Linked DNA regions of Capsicum annuum: region 1 is linked to region 2. Evidence: chromatin contacts called from public Hi-C data. All regions are on one chromosome and are shown on one strand. The core of a region is the stretch at or near the end of the contact, and the rest is flanking DNA. Distances in the headings are between cores, read along the strand shown.

Region 1 (3,973 bases), core at 1,085-3,584, 180 kb before region 2:
TGGTTATTGTCTGAAGGCTCTTCATGTGTTTGGATACAAGAATTATCAGGCAGTGGACTGCCTGGTGAACAGATTGAACAGTTCTGTTGAAGGGAATTCTCTGCTGATGCAGAAGCAGCTTTCAGTAATGCCTCACCCAGAGTCTGATAACCATCTTGCCTGCAGGAATTTGTTGGCCTCAACCCGGTGCTGTCGTTTAATGCTCTAGAGTTCTTAGTCAGTGTCCTCTGAATTACACTAAGCAAACGATTCCCATGGTGATGCTCAAGTTCTACATACAGAAGCAGGAAAACAAACAAAGCTAGAAAGTCAGTAATTATGAATTACAGATATTGCTCAATAAACCAAAAACAAATGTAATGTCAACCTTTTGAACTGGCATACGATGCTAATGAGGCCTCCCTTTGAAAAACAATTTTTCCATTATTAACAGCCAAGACTGAACAATCTTTTGGCAACTTTCTAGCACAGTACTTTGCAACTGAAGCTGATGATCGAATTGTATGATTGGCAGCCCCGACTATAACATCTGTTGCTAAGTAAGAATTCGCCTCACGAACAATAATTTTTCGGATTGATGTACCTCTGCAGATCTTTAGCTTAAGATCCACCTGCAATAATAACAGAAAAATATCGAACTTTCGCTCCAACAAGACATCAACCATATGAAACAAACTGACAAAAACACTTTATGACGCCTGTAAGAACATATTTCCCATCCTTATTTATCCCCCCCCCCCCCCCTTCCAAAAAAAGGACCATCTTTATGAGATCATATTAGAAGGACCAAAAAATTAATGCCGCAATATTTCCATCCACCAACAATGTCATAATCCATTCATCGTCCCTCCCCACAAGAAAATAGAACACTTGAGAATGGTTTTTCATCAATATAAAATATTTTCCCTAGACATAAAATTTAAGTCTGAACTTAAGCCCCAAACCAAAAAATAAAAACACTTAACCTTGTGGGCAAAATAATGAAATTCAGAAGGTTTACCTGCTTCAGATTACAGAAGCCTTCATAAACTGCAAGAACAGAGTCAAATGCTTTGACCAACGATAACAGTGAGGACTTCCCATCACGATCTACAATTTCTGTGCCAACATAATCAAAATCCTTACAACTTTAATATAGCACGGAAAGAAGAAATAGAAAATGAAAAAAAGAAAATAAGAACAGAAAAGTCCTACTTGGACAACTCAAAGAAGACACGACATTTTTATGTTAACCCCAGAAAAGAACAAAATTCTCATTCAAATATTCACATCATCACATCAAAAATATGACAAATTGTACTGGGATAGGGAAAGGGGAATGTACCAAAACAAGAAAACAAACACACAACTTTCTTTTAGAAGCTGAGGCAAAAGAGTTCCAACAAAAAAAACATTCTATTGGAAAGAAAAGAAATTTCAGGCATTAATAATTCTTGTTACAGTATTTTCAAGTTTCCAATTTGAGAAAAGTAATAATATTAGCAATAATTCTTGCTTCCCAATTTAAACTGTAAAAAAGGAGGGTAAAAAAATACAGAGAAAATGACACGAAATTTTTTCAGTTTCAGCTTTCAGGAAAGAAAAAAAGCTCACTCCAAATTTCCCAATTTCAGCTAAAATAAACGAGATTTTGTAGAAAAGTCCCAAAGAGAGGTGGGGGGAAAACCCAATTTTAAAAAAAAAAAAAAAAAAAAAGGAACCAGCAGAAGAAACCATTTCATTTTCCAGGATAAATTACAGAAAAACAATCTGAGAATTCTAGTTTCAAGGGGAGAAAATGAAAACAAACAAAAAGGGGTGTCAAAAAGTCGCAGCAGAAAAAAAGAAAAAAATTTTACGAAAGGAAAATATTTCCATTTTGAATAGGCAGAAAAACGGATACCATTATTGTTAAGAACATGAAGAGCAATGACACGATCACCAGGTTGAGCAACTTTGACAAGAGCCCATGTTAATAGCTCTCTACTTGCACCATCCATCTTTACTCCAACAATAACTGTTCTGTTACCATCTTCTCCTTCTCCTTCTCCCCCAGCAAGAACACATTGTAACTGTGTCATTTTTGGCGCCAAAGGGATTTTATGAGAGCTGAGATTATTATTGAGATAAACTGAAAAAACTACTCATATATAAAGAGGAGTAAAAGACTAAATTTAAGCGTTTGGTTTTTTTTGGTTAGAAGAGTAGTAGTAGAGTAGATTGGTTTTCAAGGTTAGATAGAGAGAACAAATGGTTAGAGAGAGAGAAGTGAGAGTTAGGAGTATTAATTGAAGTAACAATGATGACTTGGGTGTTTCTTGTTTGGTCCACTTTGAGGGGTTAGCAGCTTTAATACCAACAAGCTAAACCGCCCGCCACCCATAAATTAATACGCAACTCAACTATTACTGCTGCTCCTTAGAATCAATTTAGTTGGTCATTTTATTAAAAATAAATATTACTCTATATTAATTAATTAATTATTAAATTATTAAGTAATTAATTAATAATTATTTTTTTTATATTTATAATTAATAATATATTATATTAATAATTATAATTTTAATAAATATTTTTAGGTTCAATGAATACCATTAATATAAATAAAGAATTATTTTATAAATTCTTAATAATCATATAAAATGAAATGCATTTAACCAAAATGAAATGAAAGAAATAATAGTATAGGTACGGAGAATTCTTTTAAGATTATTTATTAATAGAATATCTTATTCACATAAAATTAATGAGTTTTTCTTGTATAGCATTTATATATTTCAAAAACAATGAAATATTAAAAATAATTATAAATAGTGAAATAATAATTGATAGTTAATAACTAATCACAATTACAGTGATTTTAGAAGTATAAAAAGAACAATATCAATATCTTCTTTAATTACATTCTATTGACTAATTTTTAAAAATAATAAAATATGAAATATTAAATAATTATTAATTTATTATTGGACTTTTAATTTTATATTTTTAACCAATTAAGACGTGTACTTATATTCCTTACCTTCCATTTTATTTTTTATTAATCTATTAATTCAACTTCATCTACTAACTAGAGAAAATTGAAGGAAAGATGTCTTTTAAGTTTTGATTGAAAGATTGATGACATTGACCAACTTAAAGGTCAAACATCATTAGAAAACTTGATTAAGTTAATTGTGGACTTGATTAATATTTTCAAAACTTTCTAATCTTTTCAAAAATACAAATCAACCCAACCCACACCCTCTTCAATCCAAATCAACCACTCTCTCCTCTCTCTCGACAGCTTCTCTCCTCTCTCTCCCAACCGACAGTTCTGCAAAATTTCTCCCTTCAACCCTCGGCGACTTCTACCTCCGACGATAAATAGTTGGGCTTCGAGTTCCTCTCTTCAATTCAAATCAACCTGTCTCTCATCCCTCTCTAGACAGCTTCTCTCAACTCTTTTCCAACCAACTGTTCTTCAAATTTCTCATTTCAATCCTCGCGAATTTAATATTCGACTACAAATAGTTGGGCTTTGAGTTTCTTTTCGACTTCAACCTTCACTTGACGTGACAGCCTTGCTTTCCAGCCACAACATCTTCGAATTCTTCATCGTTGCTTGTTTGATTTATTGTTATCCTTTTGATTTGCTGGAGGACAACAATGCTTGTTTCCAAATGAAAATGATATATTAATTTTTCAAGTGTAGGTTTATGTAAGAAAACAAAGATAAGATGGATGAGGTGTGGATAAATTACTATGGCATGCCTGTTTATTTTGGTTGGAAGGAGTTTGTCATAGTTACTGGACTAAAATGTTGTCCTCCTTCTCAAGTTATACCTATTCTAACCCAAAGTAATTCTTGGGCATCATACTTAAATTGTTGTTGATGTATTTGTTGATATTTGTACCCATAACTAAATTTTTACATTTTATTTATTCGTTGACTTATTTCAGCTAATTTCTGAAGGTGTCGATTTATTTTATTTTGTCTATGAATTTTATTTAA
Region 2 (4,445 bases), core at 427-2,926:
TAGGTGGATATATACAGTGTATATTGATCGAATTTTTAATCGAGTTTGATCGGGTTGGGTTAAGTGGGCTAGGTTAGGGTTATTTTTTAAAATTTTACTGTTGAACCCGGCCCGACCCACTTAACCACAACCCGGCCCACAATCCGACTAAATTTAATGGATCGGTTCCGGGTTGACCCAGCCCGGCCCACTTAACACCCTTAATTTGAACACTTGATCATGACCAAAGACTTGTGCCTCAATAAAACATGCCCCAGCTCCTTTGAGAAACTCTTTCTCAAATATGTTATAAATCTTGTGAGTATAAACAATAGAAACCTATGTCAATATTGGACTAGCTTTTATGGCAAGAGTAGACCTATCTTCTTTACAGTTGAAGTCTTCATGTTCTTCACTAAGCCGCCACTTTTTTACTGCATTTTTCTCATAGTTAGTGACAAATATATACAAATAAGTGCTTAAGTCACCAAGTCCGTTCAATACATGATTAGTACTTTCACTTCAAGATGTGACTTTCAATCCAGCATTAAAGACATCATTATTAAAAGTCGTGGACCACATGTGTCGAATATTATAAAGATTCTTCAACCATTTATGATCTAGCATCATCTGCCAGGTTTCTTCAAATTCTATAATAGAATCACAATCTGACATGCACTTGTTAAAAAACTTATAGAAAATTTTATCATTCTTGAGTGATCCCAAATGAGATGGGGCATTCTGGGAGATGTGCCATTGACACAATCTATGTCTAGTTTCAAGCATCACTTCTCTAATGCCAATTGTCATTCCTTGAGCTTGATCTGTTATGATAGTTTGCGGACTGATCCCTCCCATTGACTTTAAAAATGTAGAGAATAACCATTTGAAAGACTTTGCCGACTCATCAGACAAAAAAGCACATCCAAAAATTATATTCTGCCAATGATGATTTATTTCAATAAATGGTGCACAAATCATATGATATTTGTTTGTTCGATATGTGGTATCAAAAGAAACAACATCGCCAAAAATATCATAGTCAATTCTAGATCGATTATCCCTAAAAAAAAAGTTAGCTATACGTCCTTCAGGATCAAGTTGAACATTCCAATAAAAAAGAGTATCATTCGCTGTCTATTATTAAATTCATTAACAACACTTTGAGCATCTTCAGCTTCCACTTTAGATTTCATTAACTGATGTATAAAATTGAAACAATCCTTCTTTGAATAGCCTAAAACATCATCCCTTCCAGTTTCTTCTACCAAGTAAGAATAAGTTGCGATTGGTTTTATACCAGCATTAATCGTATTTTCAATAACTAACTTTTTGGTTTTAGTTATCGAACGAGCTGATCTTAGCAAGTGTCGCTTTTTTGGGGAAGCCATCTCATGGTTATGCTCCATAACAAATCTATCCACCATGAAAGGATTATTAGGAGTTTGACGCTTAAAGCTTATCATTGCAGGATAATTTGATCGCGTATCTATATGATTGAAAGATGCCTTATTGGATTTTCTTGGCCTTTCTTCTTTCTCTCCATGTCTATAACATACGAAACGCTTTTGTCTAATCACTGAACTACCTTGAAAATAATATAGTTTATCCTTTCGTACACCAAAATCTTTGGAATGTGCATATTCACAATATAAGGTATAAGCTTCTTCTTCGTCTTTCACAATTTCATTTTTCATTTTTCCTTCTAATTTAGTTATGCTATCTTCGTCAACCTCATCTTGTACTTTTTCCTTGTCCTCATTTTGAATGTTAATATCTTCTAATAATTATTCGTCACTCTCAACATTATTTGTCTTATCAAAGTTGATATTTTGATATTTCAAACAAGAAGAAAAATATTTACATCATGTACAACTAGAGTGATATTACAAAAGAATAGTAACATTTACTGCATATATAAGGTTTCTAGTTCTTTTTTTCTTCGTTAATTTTAATTTTTAAAGTATTTGATATATTAAGTATGAAGTTAAAGAATTACCTGCTCTAAATTAATTTCTTGAACTCCAAATCACGCCAATGTTGATGCAGTGTAACAATATGCCACTAGGGTAATTGGATGACGACAATTACTTTTATTGCTCTAACGACAATTCTTAGATGACAGCAATTCTATTAGGTTATTAACTGTAGCTTCCTTCCTTTTTAAATTACTTAAGATATTTGAATTATTGAATTTTCCTTCAATTTTTATTTTTAATTTCTTGATTAAAAGTATTATGTTTAAATTTACTTTTTTTTTTAAATGTACCTTAGTTAATATCTATGATTAACTTAATTTAGTTGGGTGTATATATTTGGTGCGTGTAAATTTTCCCATATATGTTGTTTTCCCTCCATTATATGTATCCCTCATTGACAATTTCATTTCTTTTGCTCTAGTTTGTCAATCTTTTTATATATTTTTTATTTGGGGTTCTCAGTATGCTTCTACACAAAAAGTGGTTCCACAGTACACTAATAATATAATTTACTACACAACAATTATAGGTTGGCTCTCACATGATTGCCAACTGAATAAAATATTAAAAAGTAAATTTGAGTCTGTTGGAAAGTTTTGGAGGCCGTTTGGCCATAAATACTTTTTACTTCTTTCCCAATTTTTTTTTCACTTTGTGGAATCTAGTGTTTGGCCATAGATATTTCAAAAATATTTCTTTTTTTGTTTTCATTTTTTTCAACTTCAATTTCAAATTTTTTTTAATTACATATAATTCTAAATTTTTTAATATTACATAAAAGATTCTTAAATGGTTTAGATGAGTTTTGGAGCAAATTCGGAAAGAAAGACATTTTTGATGAATAACAAATCAAGTCCAAACACATTTTTGAACAATAAATAAAGATTTTTAAACTAAAAGACCGGTATATTTTCATTATTTGTAGATATATTTTCATTTTTAAGCTTAGGACCCCTTTCATCATTGATGTGAAATTCTTTTCACTCATGAGTATAATCAATAAATAAATTAGTTGGGCAATTTTAATAGTTTTAAAAAATTTCGGGTATAAAATTAAATTTTAAAAAGATTTTTCAAAAGTCAAAACACATCTTTAAAAAATACATGGCCAAACACAACTCCAACTCCAACTTCAAAATTTTTAAATTTTTATGGCCAACGCCACTTAGAGTACCGACTCATCAATGACTAGAAAAAAGAGTTGGTGTTTTCACAGTTGTCTTGGGTAGATTATCATGTTCCCAAACCTAAAAGTTGTTTGTCCAGATCATATTTAGGAAGAAAAATAAAAAAGATCTTCGCAATTGATTAATCTAACATAATTCCCCAGCTTCTAATATAGCAAATCAACTAGCAAAAGGGCATAATATAAATTAATATTTGTTCGCAATAGGAAACATTCTCCATAGTCACAACTCACAGCTTGATCCTGATACTTTAATTAATTCATAGTGCAATCAATCGATGCGCACTGATATATATAGTATTGAGCTGATGCAACTCTACCGGGTAATATATGTTGATGCAACTAATACCTGCCTGATATTGTTGATGTTTGCTGTCTGAATACTAACTCTTTTGCTGATGCAGTTGATACCCCAGCTAATATAGCTCTTCCTTCTGATACAACAAAAACAAACTTCCACGACAGATGCATTGTTGCTATCAATACTGCTACATCGCTAGTACTGTTATACATGCAGAGGCGAACCCAGGATTTGAAGAGCGCGGGTGCATTATTATCTTGATATAAGCGGTCAAGAATCTTCCATTGACGACTGATCTTGACGTAAACCGTTTAGATTCTTTCAATGAGGACTGATTTTGACATAAGCGGTCAAGAAACAAATGAGCTTAGCAATGACGAATATACAAATATATAGGCCAAATATGGGTTTTAAGGCAATAAATAAACTTCAGCTTTATAGAAACGAAAGAGCCTAGTAGCCTTGTGGTAAAGGTTGAAGTATCTAAACAAGATGTCAAAAGTTTGAATCCCTACTACCACTTTTTTGTTAACATTAAAAACAAAAAAATAGCAAAATAATGTTGTCCGTTGGACTTGATCTTCGATTGCAAGTGTGGTAAACACCAGCTGGAACCAATGCGCCAAGAGTGCACTTATGTTTAATGGGGTGCACATAATTTATATAATAGTTTCTTAAGTTATATACATGTACATATACAAAACTTTTTCCGAACTTAACGGGTGCATGTGCACCCCCACCCTAACACGTGGGTCCGCCCCTGTATGCATGTCTACCAAGACATGCGAATTTAACGGGTGCACGTGCACCCCATCTTAACACGTGGATCCGCCCCTATATGCATGTCTACCAAGACATGCATTTAGTAATATATCATTAAGTTGGTGAGGGAGTTCAATTAAAATCCTTTTTACTATTAAACTATCACACTGTGCAAAAATTATACAATTAGTCCTTTATATATATAATATTTTCTCCCCTAAACTCTAGGCTTTTATTT

What was found. A called contact is a pair of places that touch in the nucleus more often than the background predicts.
Region 1: a Hi-C map of leaf shows a contact between it and region 2, with 2.8 times the contacts expected there. The contact joins the promoter of LOC107852495 here to the promoter of LOC124898000 in region 2. A contact is called at or near these places in 2 of 5 Hi-C or Micro-C datasets (leaf and placenta).

What each region holds. Positions count from the first base shown.
Region 1 is chr4:162,325,139-162,329,111 of UCD10Xv1.1, reverse strand. LOC107852495 (protein kinase STUNTED) reads right to left here and starts at 2,334. Exons shown (of 10, transcript XM_016697531.2): 1 at 1,883-2,334; 2 at 1,001-1,098; 3 at 368-611; 4 at 1-271. The coding sequence starts at 2,060.
Region 2 is chr4:162,143,706-162,148,150 of UCD10Xv1.1, reverse strand. It overlaps LOC124898000 (protein FAR1-RELATED SEQUENCE 5-like), which reads right to left and starts at 1,676. Exons shown (of 1, transcript XM_047411619.1): 1 at 1,059-1,676. The coding sequence starts at 1,676. The coding sequence ends at 1,059.